Linked DNA regions of Sus scrofa: region 2 is linked to region 1. The links are chromatin contacts, called in public HiChIP or PLAC-seq maps. All regions are on one chromosome and are shown on one strand. The core of a region is the stretch at or near the end of the contact, and the rest is flanking DNA. Distances in the headings are between cores, read along the strand shown. Region 1 holds the start of ARHGAP10 (rho GTPase-activating protein 10). Region 2 overlaps ARHGAP10 (rho GTPase-activating protein 10).

Evidence for each region. HiChIP or PLAC-seq counts read pairs in DNA pulled down with a chosen protein or histone mark.
Region 2: a contact with region 1 is called in an H3K27ac HiChIP or PLAC-seq map of skeletal muscle. The contact joins the enhancer-like site here to the promoter of ARHGAP10 in region 1. A contact is called at or near these places in 7 of 47 Hi-C or Micro-C datasets (brain, embryonic fibroblasts, fetal skeletal muscle and 4 more) and 2 of 2 datasets of contacts at active chromatin or transcription factors (alveolar macrophages and skeletal muscle).

Annotation. Positions count from the first base shown.
Region 1 is chr8:81,021,989-81,027,927 of Sscrofa11.1, reverse strand. ARHGAP10 (rho GTPase-activating protein 10) reads left to right here and starts at 3,427. Exons shown (of 23, transcript XM_021100659.1): 1 at 3,427-3,858. The coding sequence starts at 3,705.
Region 2 is chr8:80,902,500-80,908,829 of Sscrofa11.1, reverse strand. ARHGAP10 (rho GTPase-activating protein 10) reads left to right here. Exons shown (of 23, transcript XM_021100659.1): 4 at 3,334-3,405. Among named protein-coding and RNA genes, the nearest start is that of ARHGAP10, 120 kb to the left of the region's middle. Within about 2 kb of position 4,354, at least 17 of the 83 cell types and tissues checked have an H3K27ac peak or open chromatin away from gene starts, as enhancers often do. A contact at or near this core is called in fetal skeletal muscle and skeletal muscle, where this site is marked.

The DNA.
Region 1 (5,939 bases), core at 2,178-4,677:
CTACCTAAAGGAAAGTTTTCATCTGAGTTGGCCCTTATTTTACCTAGATGGGAACCAGAACCAACCTGCATGGATTCAAATCCTTAACTCATCCAAGCACTGAGCAAAGCATGAAAATGCCCCCCTGACCACTTGACCTATGTGCTTGAATATCTTCCAGGCGCCTTAAGCCTCATGAGCTGAAGGTGAAACTAATCTTGCCTATCCCAGTCACCATCCACACAGACTTTCCCCGTTTTCCTTGCAGTAAAGGTTCCTAGAGTTCACAGCCATCCATGTAATCCATCATGCCAAGAGCCTGGGACCATCTTTGACATCTTCTTCCTCATTTCTGTATCTGGGCCATTGTCAAGTGCTTCAATTTCCCTCTAACACGCATTTTGATCTGGCTTTTACTCTCTGTCTCCTCAGTCACTTGGAGGGTGAAGTTGTACCATGTCTTGTCCAGAGAACTCCAAAAGCCTTCCCCCTGGAAGCACCTGGAGAGAAAACACAAACCAGATCCTGCTACCATCAGGCTGAAAACTCCTCAAAGACTCCCCATAGCATGAAGATACAATCCTCAAACCTATTGTTAACTAAGATAATCAATAAACAGTCTATAATAGGAATAGAAAATAGTTTTATTCAAGCCAAACCAAGAACTATAGCCTGGAAGACGGCCTCTCAGATAACTCTGAGCAACTGCTTCAGAGAAGCACAGTTTTCAGCCCAGTTTTCTATCTCCTCAGAACAGAATATTAAATAAGTCAGGGATACATTCCTTCAAGGTTTAAACAAAACAAAACAAAACAAAACAAAAAAAACAAAAAACAAAGCAAACCAGGTCAGCATGAAGTAGTGAGTCAGTATGGCCTTGGCCCCTAGGAAGGGAGTCTTACCACGGTTGGGGTGCCAGCATTGGTGTAAAAGGAAGGGAGGCATTTAATCTTTGTTTTTTAACATGGACATTCTTTACTACTGGTCAATGTGCTGTTTTCTTTAATAATTAAAGCAGATGGGAGTTCCCCTTGTAGCTCAGTGGTTAGCGAATCCAACTAGGAACCATGAGGTTGTGGGTTCGATCCCTGGCATTGCTCAGTGGGTTAAGGGTCCGGTGTTGCCGTGAGTTGTGGTGTAGGTCGCACACGTGGCTCGGAGCCTACATCACTGTGGCTCCAGCATAGGCCGGCGGTTGTAGCTCTGATTGGACCCCTAGCCCGGGAACCTCCACATGCTGAGGGTGCGGCCCTAGAAAAAGACCAAAAAATATATAAATAAGTGAATAATTAAAGCAGATGAACAATGTATGTTTGCTAGGCCACAAACAGGCCGTTTTAGCATAAAATGTGAGTTAAATCATGTATAAGCCAGAATGACTTCCCCATACTTCAATATGTGGAAATTTCTTTCATCACTGTTATGTGGCCTATGAGGCTCCGCCTGATGTGACCCCTGCTGGCCCTCCACAACCCAGCACCGTCTTGAGCCAGTTTCTCTCTCTCATGCTTGAGCCACCTGATCTTCTTTTAGTCTCTGGAATGCACCAGATTCTTGTCCTTCCGGGGGGCTTGCACAGGCTGCTTCCCTGCCTGGATTCCTCTGCTCCCACCTCGCATTTAATGGTCAACTCTTACTGAAGCTTCTGGTCATTGATTAAATGACACCTTCCATGAGGCCTTCTTGACCACACTCCTGATTAATATCCAGAGACTTTCCACGGAATCACTTTATATGTGGTGTTGTGTGGCTGCCTTCTTTCACCATGTTGCCGCATGTGTCAGTACTTCATTCCTTTTGATTGTAGATTCATTAGTCCATTGTATGGATGCCCATGTATTTGTTTATCCACTCATCAGCTGGTGGACATGTGGGTTGAGCCCACTTTTTGGCTATTATGAACATTGCTACCATGGACATATGTTTTCATTCCTCTTGGGTCTATGCCTAGGGGGTGGAGTTGCTGGTTCATATATTAAGTTCATGTTGAACACTTCTGGGAAGTGTCAGCAGCCCCACTTTACGAGGAACGATTAGGATTTTGCTTGGAGGATTCTCTGCTTGTCAGGGTCTGGCGGTTTTGCAAGGCCCTCACTGTTACATTCACCCTTTTATTTGCCTCTTATATTTTCTCCTCCGTAGACTCCAGTCCCCTGCTGATTTTTAGCAGGAACCAAGCTTTTCAACCATAAAAATTATTAGTAAAACATTTTGAACTCTCCAGAGGATGGACATTAAAAGCAATAATGTTTATCTGTTTATCTGTAGGTTAGCCACTCACAGAGCTGTTTTGTAACAAAAGAGCTTATCGAGTAGGAGGCTTAGTTAACTTTTTCCTGAGGGTTACACTCCTAGCACAAGCTGTCCAGAGGCTCAATTACCCAGTTCCCAGTCTGAACCTTTTAAAGAATCACTTTGAGGTCTCTCGGTACTATTAACATCATTAGGGGACCTATGTATGTAAACATATGTTGTGAGCCTGTAGAAAAATGTATGTGGAGTCACTAGTGTGTGCCTGGCACATAATAATTGCTTAATAAACTGTTAGCTGCTTTTATTAAAAGTTAATCTAATGAAAAATTGGTTTCTTTCAGGTAAGGATTTCAATAATTTAAAATGTCTCAACATTTGGGGGACACATTTGAGTTGTTTTAGGACAAAGGGAATAATATCCTTTTCTAGGGGCATTGACAAATTCTCATTTGACCATCATCCCCGACCTCCTGAAAACTACCCCGAACCTGGCATCTTCGTTCCAGTGGTTATTTTTAGAATAATAAAGATCGACTCTACTTATTCAAGCGAATTTAATCCGCTGAATACAAGAGAAACAATTCTTACACGATTTAGACACCCTCTCCTTCCCCCTAAGTCGTCAGTGTGGTGACATAGACGAGTGTAAGAGCAGCTCCCCGCCCTTAGCTTTCAATCTAAAGCGGAGATTTAGCAGGCATTTTACTTTAGATGGGGACGGAGAATGGGAAATAGAGAGCCGTTCACAACTCAGGGTCCACTCCAGGATGGATGGGATATCGGACTCATTTGTGTCCTCTAGCAAGCCGGACCTCTGAGTTAAGTCGCCGGGTAGCGGGATTAGAGATGCTCTGAAGACGTCCCTTCCCGGTCTGGGTCAAGCTGCATCGGGGGGAGCAGATAGTGAGTCACCCCGAAGAGGGGGGCCGAAGAAAAGGCGTGGCGCCCGGGTCTGGAGGAGAGCCGCGGGGCGAAATTCTAAACCGAGGGAGCCTCGGAAGGAAGAGGAGGGGCCACTGCGCGTGGGGAAGAGTAGGAAGAAGTGTCGTGGGGAAGGAAGGGAAGGAAGGGAGAGGAGGAAGAAGGTGGCGGAGGAAAAAGAAGAGGGCGCTCGGCCAGCGCGGAGAGGGGCGGGCCGGGAGGCGCCCGGGCGGGGCGGGCTCGCGCCTCCGGGAGGGCGTGCAGCGCGGGGCCGAGCGGGGCGGGGCCGCGGCGCCGGAGCTTTGGCAGAGGCTGCCGGGATCCCGGCGCCCGGTTCTCGCTCCCCTCGGCGGTGCAGCTCAGTGCGGCCGGCCTCACCTCCGCGGGACATGCCGGCGCTGCTCTCGCCGCGCGCCCGGGACTGCTAGCTTCTCCCGCGCTTCCTGCGCGCTCGGCCCCGCACCTGGTGGTGGCCCCGGAGCCCGGCTTGGGCTGTGCGCTCGGCGAGCGGGCGATCGGGCGGCTGGCTGTGCGCGCGGACCGCCGCCGTCATGGGGCTGCAGCCTTTGGAGTTCAGCGACTGCTACCTCGACAGCCCGTGGTTCCGGGAGAGGATCCGCGCCCACGAAGCAGAGCTGGAGAGGACCAACAAGTTCATCAAAGAGCTCATCAAGGACGGGAAGAACCTCATCGCGGCGACCAAAAGTAAGAGGGAACCCGGGCGCGGGCGGGCTGCGGCGCGGCGTGGTTAGGAGGAGCCTCTCCCGGAGGGAGACCGACAGTCCCGTGCCGGAGGGCCGGCTGCCGGAGGATCGGGAGACTCATTGGGGACCGGGAGGCCCCGGGATCGTTCCTTCCGGGCTCTCCGGGCAGCCGAGGGCGAGTCCCCTTTCCTGCCCTGCTCGCCTGCGCAGCGGCTGAAGCCGGGAGCTGTGCGTCCGAGCGCGCCGCCCGCCAGCCCCGGGGCTCCGGCGCCTGCTTTCCCCGCCGGACCCGCCCGCGGGCAAGTTCTGTTGCCCCCTAGAGCTGCTCACTGTCTGGCCCGAAACAGAAACGTGAGTTTCTTGGCTTGTGACCTCTCCCAAGAACTTGCCTGGGGATTCTTTGAAAACCTGCTGGGTGTTGAATTGTTCACAAGTCCCTTAAACCGTACACTTTCCGTGCCATTTGCAGATCTCCTCCAACAGTCTCAGCCTGGGTCCCTTACTGAGCTAAACCAGAAAGTCCACCTGGCGTTGTGGCTGCCTTCCGCGCATTCCTTCCCTCCTCCTGCGCTGAGAAGGGTTCAAAGATTGGGGCTGTGAGGCTGAGCAGACAGCCTGCCCTCTGGCCGGAGCCAGCACTGCCTGCAAATAGGGAATTCCACCCCGGCCAGCTTGCTGCTTTTCTCTTCTCCTCTCTCTCTTTTGAACAACTCAGAAGTGGCCAGGAGGGCTAAGATGTACCTACATTATCCGAAAAGAGCTTTTCTAGGAGAGAGGTGGCCTGAAATTCGCGCTCCAACAGAGTTGGTGATGCGGCTGGAAATGGGGAGGCATTAACTTGAGTGAGGCGCTGGGCAGCCTGACCGCACCTGTAACCCATAGCCGGTTCTGAGGGATCAGTCCCCCTTCTTCCGTCTTAAAAAGACCTACTCGGAGTTCCTGCTATGGCGCAACGGTGTCTGTGGCGTCTCTGCAGCACCAGAACACAGTTTCGGATCCCTGGCCCAGCATAGTGGGTTAAAGGATTTGGGTTTGCAATTAGGTCGCAAATGGTGCTGGGAACTCCGTAGGTCACTGGGCGGCCAAAAAAGAGAAAAAAAGAGAAAAGAAAAGAAAGAAAAAGACCTACCCATACAGCCAGCTGGGAAAAATACCCCATGTCTAGCCCCCAACCCCCACCACTTTGCATTAAGGAAGATGAAGACACCCTGAACCCAACTACCCTCAACTACCAGCTCAGTGCCTGGAACAGTAAATATTTATTTAATGAATGAGTTGAAGAAAGACGTTTTTATGGAAGAATTCAGGGAGTCATCTCTGTAATTTTGGAAGCAGTCATTCAACTTCTCTGCGTGAGGTCCAGGCTTTCTTTGGATTCTGTGATCTCTCCGGTGTTGCAAAATGAGGATTGGGCATCACTTTGTCTGGGACATGTGATGAGTGGGCATTATCTGGTGGGTGGCTCTCCAGTGCCTTGGCATTGGGTATATGTGTTGGGATGGAAGTAGGGAGGGGCTGTAAATATGTAGAAGTGAGCGAAGAAAGGAGGAGGTGAGGAGGGTGTGTGTGTGTGTGTGTGTGTGTGTGTGTAGGTGTAGGTGTGTGTAGGTGTAGTGAACTTGACTCTTTCCTTCTGTGGCTTGGTCGTAACCAGTGGCTCTGGCTGGGGGAATGCACCTTCTCTCCTACTGAGTGTAGCAACTCCTTTGGGAATGAGGGATGCCTGGAGGGAGGCTTTGGTGTGGAGAGGCAGATGGCAAAGCTAGTTTGGCTGCTGGTAGAAAGCTATTTATGTGACTGCATAATCACTCTTCAGCCAACAGGACACAGGCCTGGTGTTCTAGCCACAGCTCCTCCATGGGGAGGGGGGACAGCTGTCAGCCTTCCTCCTGAACTAAACTGTCTTGAATTTGCAAATTGGCCTCTTACTCCTTTTGATTCTTGCTCTTTACCATAAGAAACATAGTTTCTGCTCATGCTTTAGAGATCAACCAGAAAGTTATCTTTTTTTCTCCTTATGGGGAATTAAATTCTTTTCCAGAGGAGGAGCAAAACACAGCCTTAGCTCAGTGCTTGTGGGAA
Region 2 (6,330 bases), core at 3,105-5,604, 120 kb after region 1:
TGAAGTGCTATATGGGGGTTAGACCTGGGCTCACCCTTGCATGATTTCTCATCCTTGTTCCTCTGTGACCTTGAGCAGTTACTGGTCCCTGTGACCCCAGCGTGAGGTGCTGGCCTGACGTCTTTGGTGAGTGGGCCAGCCTCTGCAGACGATGTATCACATGTGGCTTTATTCAGGACCACGAGTTGGCCAGGCCCAGATGTGGAAGCCTGGGAGATGATGCTGATGCTAATAGAAGTGAGCCATGACTTCTTTTGAGAACTTGTGTGTTTGTTGGATTATTTTTAAAATGTTATAGTTGACCTCTCTTAGCTGGTTTTCCAGGTGGAATGTGGCACATTGCAAATCATTTTGAATCTTCAGGATCCCTGGCATGTGGCTTGCTGCATCCCTGCTCTGTTCTTAGTATACAAGACTCTTGGCTTGGCCCTTGGTGTGGGTCATGTGTTCTACAATGTAGAGAGGATAAAATTATTGTGTTCTGAAGATGATTCTGCTGCCGAACTAGTTATTGCTGTTAGTTCTGTCGCCTCAGTAACAATTTTTTTTCTTTTAAAAATTTTGTGGAGTATAGTTGACTTAATATATTGTATTAATTTCAGGTGTATAGCAAAGTGAATCAGTCATACATATAAATACATCCACTCCTTCTTCCCATTTAGGTTATTACAAACTAGAGAATAGTTTTTCCTACCTAGAGAGTAGAGAGTAGTTTTTCCAAATTATTGAGTAGATTTTCCCGAGCTATGTTGTAAGTTCTCGTTAATCGTCTATTTTAGACAGTAGTGTGTGTACATTATTCCCACCTTTTTCTTCTTCTTTTTTTTTTTTGTTTCTTAGGGCCATACCCTCGGCATATTGAGGTCCCCAGGCTAGGAGTCAAATCAGAGCTACAGCCACAGCAACACCAAATCCAAGCCGAGACTTCGACCTATACCACAGCTCACACCAACGCCGGATCCTTAACCCAGTGACTGAGGCCAGGGACCAAACCTACAACCTCATGGTTCCTAGTCAGATTTGTTCCTGCTGCACCACAACAGGAATGCCTCTTCCCATCTTCTCAATTCCTTTCTCCCCACAATGGTTTCGTCTATGGTAACTGTGAGATTGGCTTTGAAATCTGTGAGTTTCTGTTTTTATTTTGTTTTTTTTTTTGTTTTTTTTTTTGTCTTTTTGTCTTTTTTGTTGTTGTTGTTGTTGCTATTTCTTGGGCCGCTCCCGCGGCATATGGAGGTTCCCAGGCTAGGGGTTGAACCGGAGCTGTAGCCACCGGCCTACGCCAGAGCCACAGCAACGTGGGATCCGAGCCGCGTCTGCAACCTACACCACAGCTTACGGCAACGCCGGATCGTTAACCCACTGAACAAGGGCAGGGACCGAACCCGCAACCTCATGGTTCCTAGTCGGATTCATTAACCACTGCGCCACAACGGGAACTCCCCTGAGTTTCTGTTTTATACATAATTTCTTTTGTATCATTTTTTATTAGATTTCACATATGTGATGTTATATAATATTTGTCTTTCTCTTTCTGAGTTACTTCACTCAGTATGAGAGTCTCTAGGTCCATCCATGTTGCTGCAAATGGGTGTCAGCAATGCACTAACACCTAAGTAACAAATGATCAGGATGGGAGGGGGTGGGAGCCAGTGGCCGGCCTGGGGAAGAGAGTTCTAGCTTGGGATGTCTCGAATGTAGGCATGATTGGTATTTTCAGGATTCCCCATCTCCCAGGATGAGTGGTCTCTTGGGGGAGAAACCCTTACATAATGAAACATGGCAAAGGAGCCTTTGGTTAAATTAATAAACTTTTCCTGTTCGAAGTCATTTTTTTCCCCCTGTAATTTTAAGCTTGAATTTCCGTGGGCCTTTTTTTTTTTTTTTTTTTTTGTAAAGAGGAGGGATGGCACATTGTTGTAAAGTGTTTTGAGCTTTTCTGCACTCTTCTGGGTATTTCTGGAAATGGTGAGAACACCGCTGCTCACCAGCATATTGTGGTTAAATGCATCCTCCTTGGTAAATATCCCATTTGCAATTGCATGTTGTCTTTTTAACATTTTTTTATTAAAAATTTTTAGGAAGTATGATTGATGTATGGTAATACTGTATGAGTTACAGGTGTACAATACTGTGAGTCACAATTTTTAAAGGTTATACTCCATCTATAGTTATTCCAAAACACTGGCTGTGTTGCCCATGTTGTACAATATATCCTTGAAGCTTATTTTATACCTAATAGTTGGTACCTTATAATCCCCTGCTTCTGTATTGCCCCTCCTCCCTTCCCTCTCCCCACTGGTTACCATGAGTTTGTTCTCTATATCTGTGAGTCTGCTTCTTTTTTTTGCCTTTTTTTTTTTTTCTTTTTTGTCTTTTTAGGGCCATAACCATGGCACATGGAGCTTCCCAGGCTAGGGGTCTCACGGCAGCTACATCTGCCGGCCTACACCACAGCCTCAGCAGTGCTAGATCCGAGCCGGGTCTGCGACCTACACCACAGCTCACGACAACACCAGATCCTTAACTCAGTGAGTGAAGGCAGGGATCGAACCTACAGCCTCATGGTTCCTAGTTGGATTCATTTCTGCTTCGCCACAACACAACGGGAACTCTAGTTTGCTTCTTTTTTGCTCACTAGTTGTAGTTTTTTGATTCCACATATAAGTGATAGGTAGATTCTATCATAAAATGACAAGCATCACACCAGCCAGTAAAAGCCTGAATGCGGTTGTGGGTGGAGTGTGTGTGTGCTTCCTGTGATGGTGACAATCTCACTGGCTCCCCCAGCCTTTGGACGGACAACTATCCTGAGCTGCAGTGACTGCTGTGCTTTGCCTAAAGCCTTCTGGGGAATTTTCAGGGATGAAAGAAAGTCTGGGTACATTTTAAACTTGAGGCCACAAACCTAGCCTTCTACATAATGTAGTCTGATCACTAGTAAAGGAATGCCATTGACTTTTAAATTTCTGAGCAGGGGGAGGAAAAAAAATTCAAACAGAAATGTTCCTGTTAATGAGTGTGATAGGCCCCTTTGTTGCCTAAAGACAACCCTCTTGCTATTTTCCCTGAAGAAAGGGCTGTGTTGGGCCTGGGTTGCATGTTTCCCTGGCACTTTGCCCCACCTCCTCTGCCCTGAAAATATTTATGGAGATCTAGTGTGTTAATAAATTTAGAAGTGATTTAATAGTTGCATTGGCAGGGTGAGATAAAGCAGCTCAGTGTGTTGCTCATTTTATTTCTGGGTGGGATGGAAGAGGGAAATGAAAAACTCATTTTTTCCTTTTTGGAAACCTAACCCTTTGCTCTTTTGTGATCCCTCTGGTTCTCTAGGCATTAAGTGTAACCGAGACCCTGATTAAACCCTTGGAAAAATTCAGGAAAGAGCAACTTGGAGCCGTAAAGGTTTGTGTCTAATTCGAGTACACTTGTAAACAGCACACATAGATGCCTCTGCTGCGTGAACATACCCCCTCTGCACACTTGGCAGCTTTGCAGGACATGTTGGAGTCACCCATCTGTTGTTGTATGTTTCAAATGCGTTCCCCGCCCCCCCCCCCTTGGGGAATATGGAATTGAAAACAAAAACACCTGGACGGCATGGTAAAACCTCTCATCAGCATCTTTGGCTACACCTTTCCATAGAGAGTTTTAAAAATGTCTTTAACCAAAGGACGCATTTACTCTGAATGAAAGCTCTTTTTTTTTTTTTTTTTTTGTCTTTTTGCCATTTCTTGGGCCGCTCTTGGGCCGCTCCTGTGGCGTATGGAGGTTCCCAGGCTAGGGGTCGAATCGGAGCTGCAGCCACCGTCCTACGCCAGAGCCACAGCAACGTGGGATCCGAGCCTCGTCTGCAACCACAGCTAACAGTTCCCAGGCTAGGGGTCGAATCGGAGCTGCAGCCACCGGCCTACGCCAGAGCCACAGCAACGTGGGATCCGAGCCTCGTCTGCAACCACAGCTAACAGCAACGCCGGATCGTTAACTCACTGAGCAAGGCCAGGGATCGAACCTGCAACCTCATGGTTCCTAGTCGGATTCGTTAACCACTGCGCCACGACGGGAACTCCTGAATGAAAGCTCTTATTTCTCTAGGGAGGTGGTGATTTCCGTGCCCCCTCTCAGTTTTGTGGCGGAGCGGAGCATCACACGAGGGTTTGAGGTGAGAAATGCTGCTGCACCAGCCTGCCATTGCAACCGGGATGAGAACATTCTGTGATAGGACTCGTCTCCTTCAAGTTAACACAAGTGTATTGGGCTTCTGTTATGTGCCAGTATTGTTATGGGGGCTGGAGATTCAAAGGTGAGCGAACCTTAGACTCTGCCCTCAAAGACCTGGACCATAGCCAGGATTTCTGGGAATAAGGCAGCGACTTTGACACAGGGAGCCTCGGATATATTTAGCAATGTCTAGCGTTTGCGAACTGCGCTCTGAAATTATCTCAGAGAAATAATTTCCACCAGCCTTTCCTGAATGCCGTGCATGCACTTGAGGGAGGAAAAAGCATCATTTGTGTGTTGTTGACCATTTTTGGCTTGGCCCAAGGGGAAGGGCGTGACATGGGTTTTAGGTAGGGAAGAGAGTTTTTATATTTGTGTTTTTATCCCCATGTGCCTTGAGGATGTGAGTTCTTTTTTTTTTTTTTTTCTCTCCTTTATCTTTGTAAACACACTATTAAAATCCTTTCTACCAACAAACATTGTGGTCTCCATGGCTGGAGCTGTACAGACGGATCCAAAGCGGGCCAGCTCTTGAGTTGCTATTTATGGAATCACTTCTGCTTTAAGTGACTTGTTAGACTCGTCGTTTGGGCGTAATTCTTTACAGGTTTTAGGGAAGGACTGTGTGTCGAGGGGAGGTCACTGGGGGTCTCTACCGCCTCCCCCAAGTCCTCTTCCTGCGGTTGTTTGCTGAGCCGCATGAAGCTGGTTTGTGTCTGTTGGCTTCCTAGCAGGACATTGCAGATCTGCTTCCACGTCTGTGACCCTGGGCAAGTCATTGGCTTTAGGGATCCAAAGGAGACTGCGGATCTGACGATCTGATGGCTCTGCTTTGCAGTTTTCTGATGCTCTTTTCTGCCATCTTCTTAGGCTGTTTTAAAGCTTGAAGATCTTCGTTCTTTCTCTTTGAACCTTTCTCTGACAGGTTTTGCATGTAAACATTTCTTATTTTTCTCACTTTAATTGGGTGATGGTAGTGGTGGATGAGGATCATATGGTGGAAATGAAAATTGAATGTGACAGTAAATCTATTTTCTTTTTTATCTACCTACTGGGTTTTTATAAATTTTTGACCTCGAATCTTCCACTCCCCAGACGTTCCCAGCTGCAGATATGCTCGTGCAGAGTGCGGTGACCCTTGAACAACTCGAGTTTAAACTCTGTGGGTCTACAGATATGTGGATATTTTTCAGTGGTAAATGCTACAGCACTACAAGGTCCGAGGTTGGTTGACTCCGTGGATATGGAACCATGTATACTGAGGACCAGCTGTCGTTATACTTGGATTTTTGACTGCTCCAAGATTGGTGCCGCTAAAACCTACGTTGTTCAAGGGTCACCTATATCTCCTGCAAATCAGCTTGCAAAATAAATTGCCCTATTGAAAGGTGAATTGATTTTATTTTGTATTTTTAAAATTATTTATTTATTTATTTATTTTTGCTTTTTAAGGTCACATCCAAGGCATATGGAGGTCCCCATGTTAGGGGTCAAATCGGAGCTGTAGCTGCCGGCCTACACCAAAGCCGCAGCAATGCCAGATCCAAGCCGCGTCTGTCATCTACACCACAGCTCACGGCAATGCTGGATCCTTAACCGATGGAGCGAGGCCAGGGATTGAACCCACAACCTCATGGTTCCTAGTTGGGTTCGTTTCAGCTGCACCACAACAGGAACTCCATTTTATTTTTGAAATATTTTTTTCCCTTATAGCTGGTGTATCGTGTTCTGTCAATTTTCTACAATGCATCAAAGTGACCCAGTTACACACATAGATGTACATTCTTTTTCTTGCATCATCCTCCATCATGCTCCATCATAAGTGACTAGACGTAGTTCTTAGTGCAATACAGCAGGATCTCATTGCTTATCCACTCCAGAGGCAATAGTTGGTGTTTTGAGCTGCTCAGTGGCCAGATTCTATCCGGAGGCCCCATTTCTTTATTTCTTCATTGTTTTTCTGGCTTCAGGTTTGTGCAGGCTCTACCCTATGCGCTCCTTCAGTGCTGTGTGTGTGATGACTGTCACACCTTTTAATGTTACCTTCAAGGAGGCCTGTCACTGGCAGTCACTTTTTTTTTTTTTTTATTTTCCCACTGTACAGCAAGG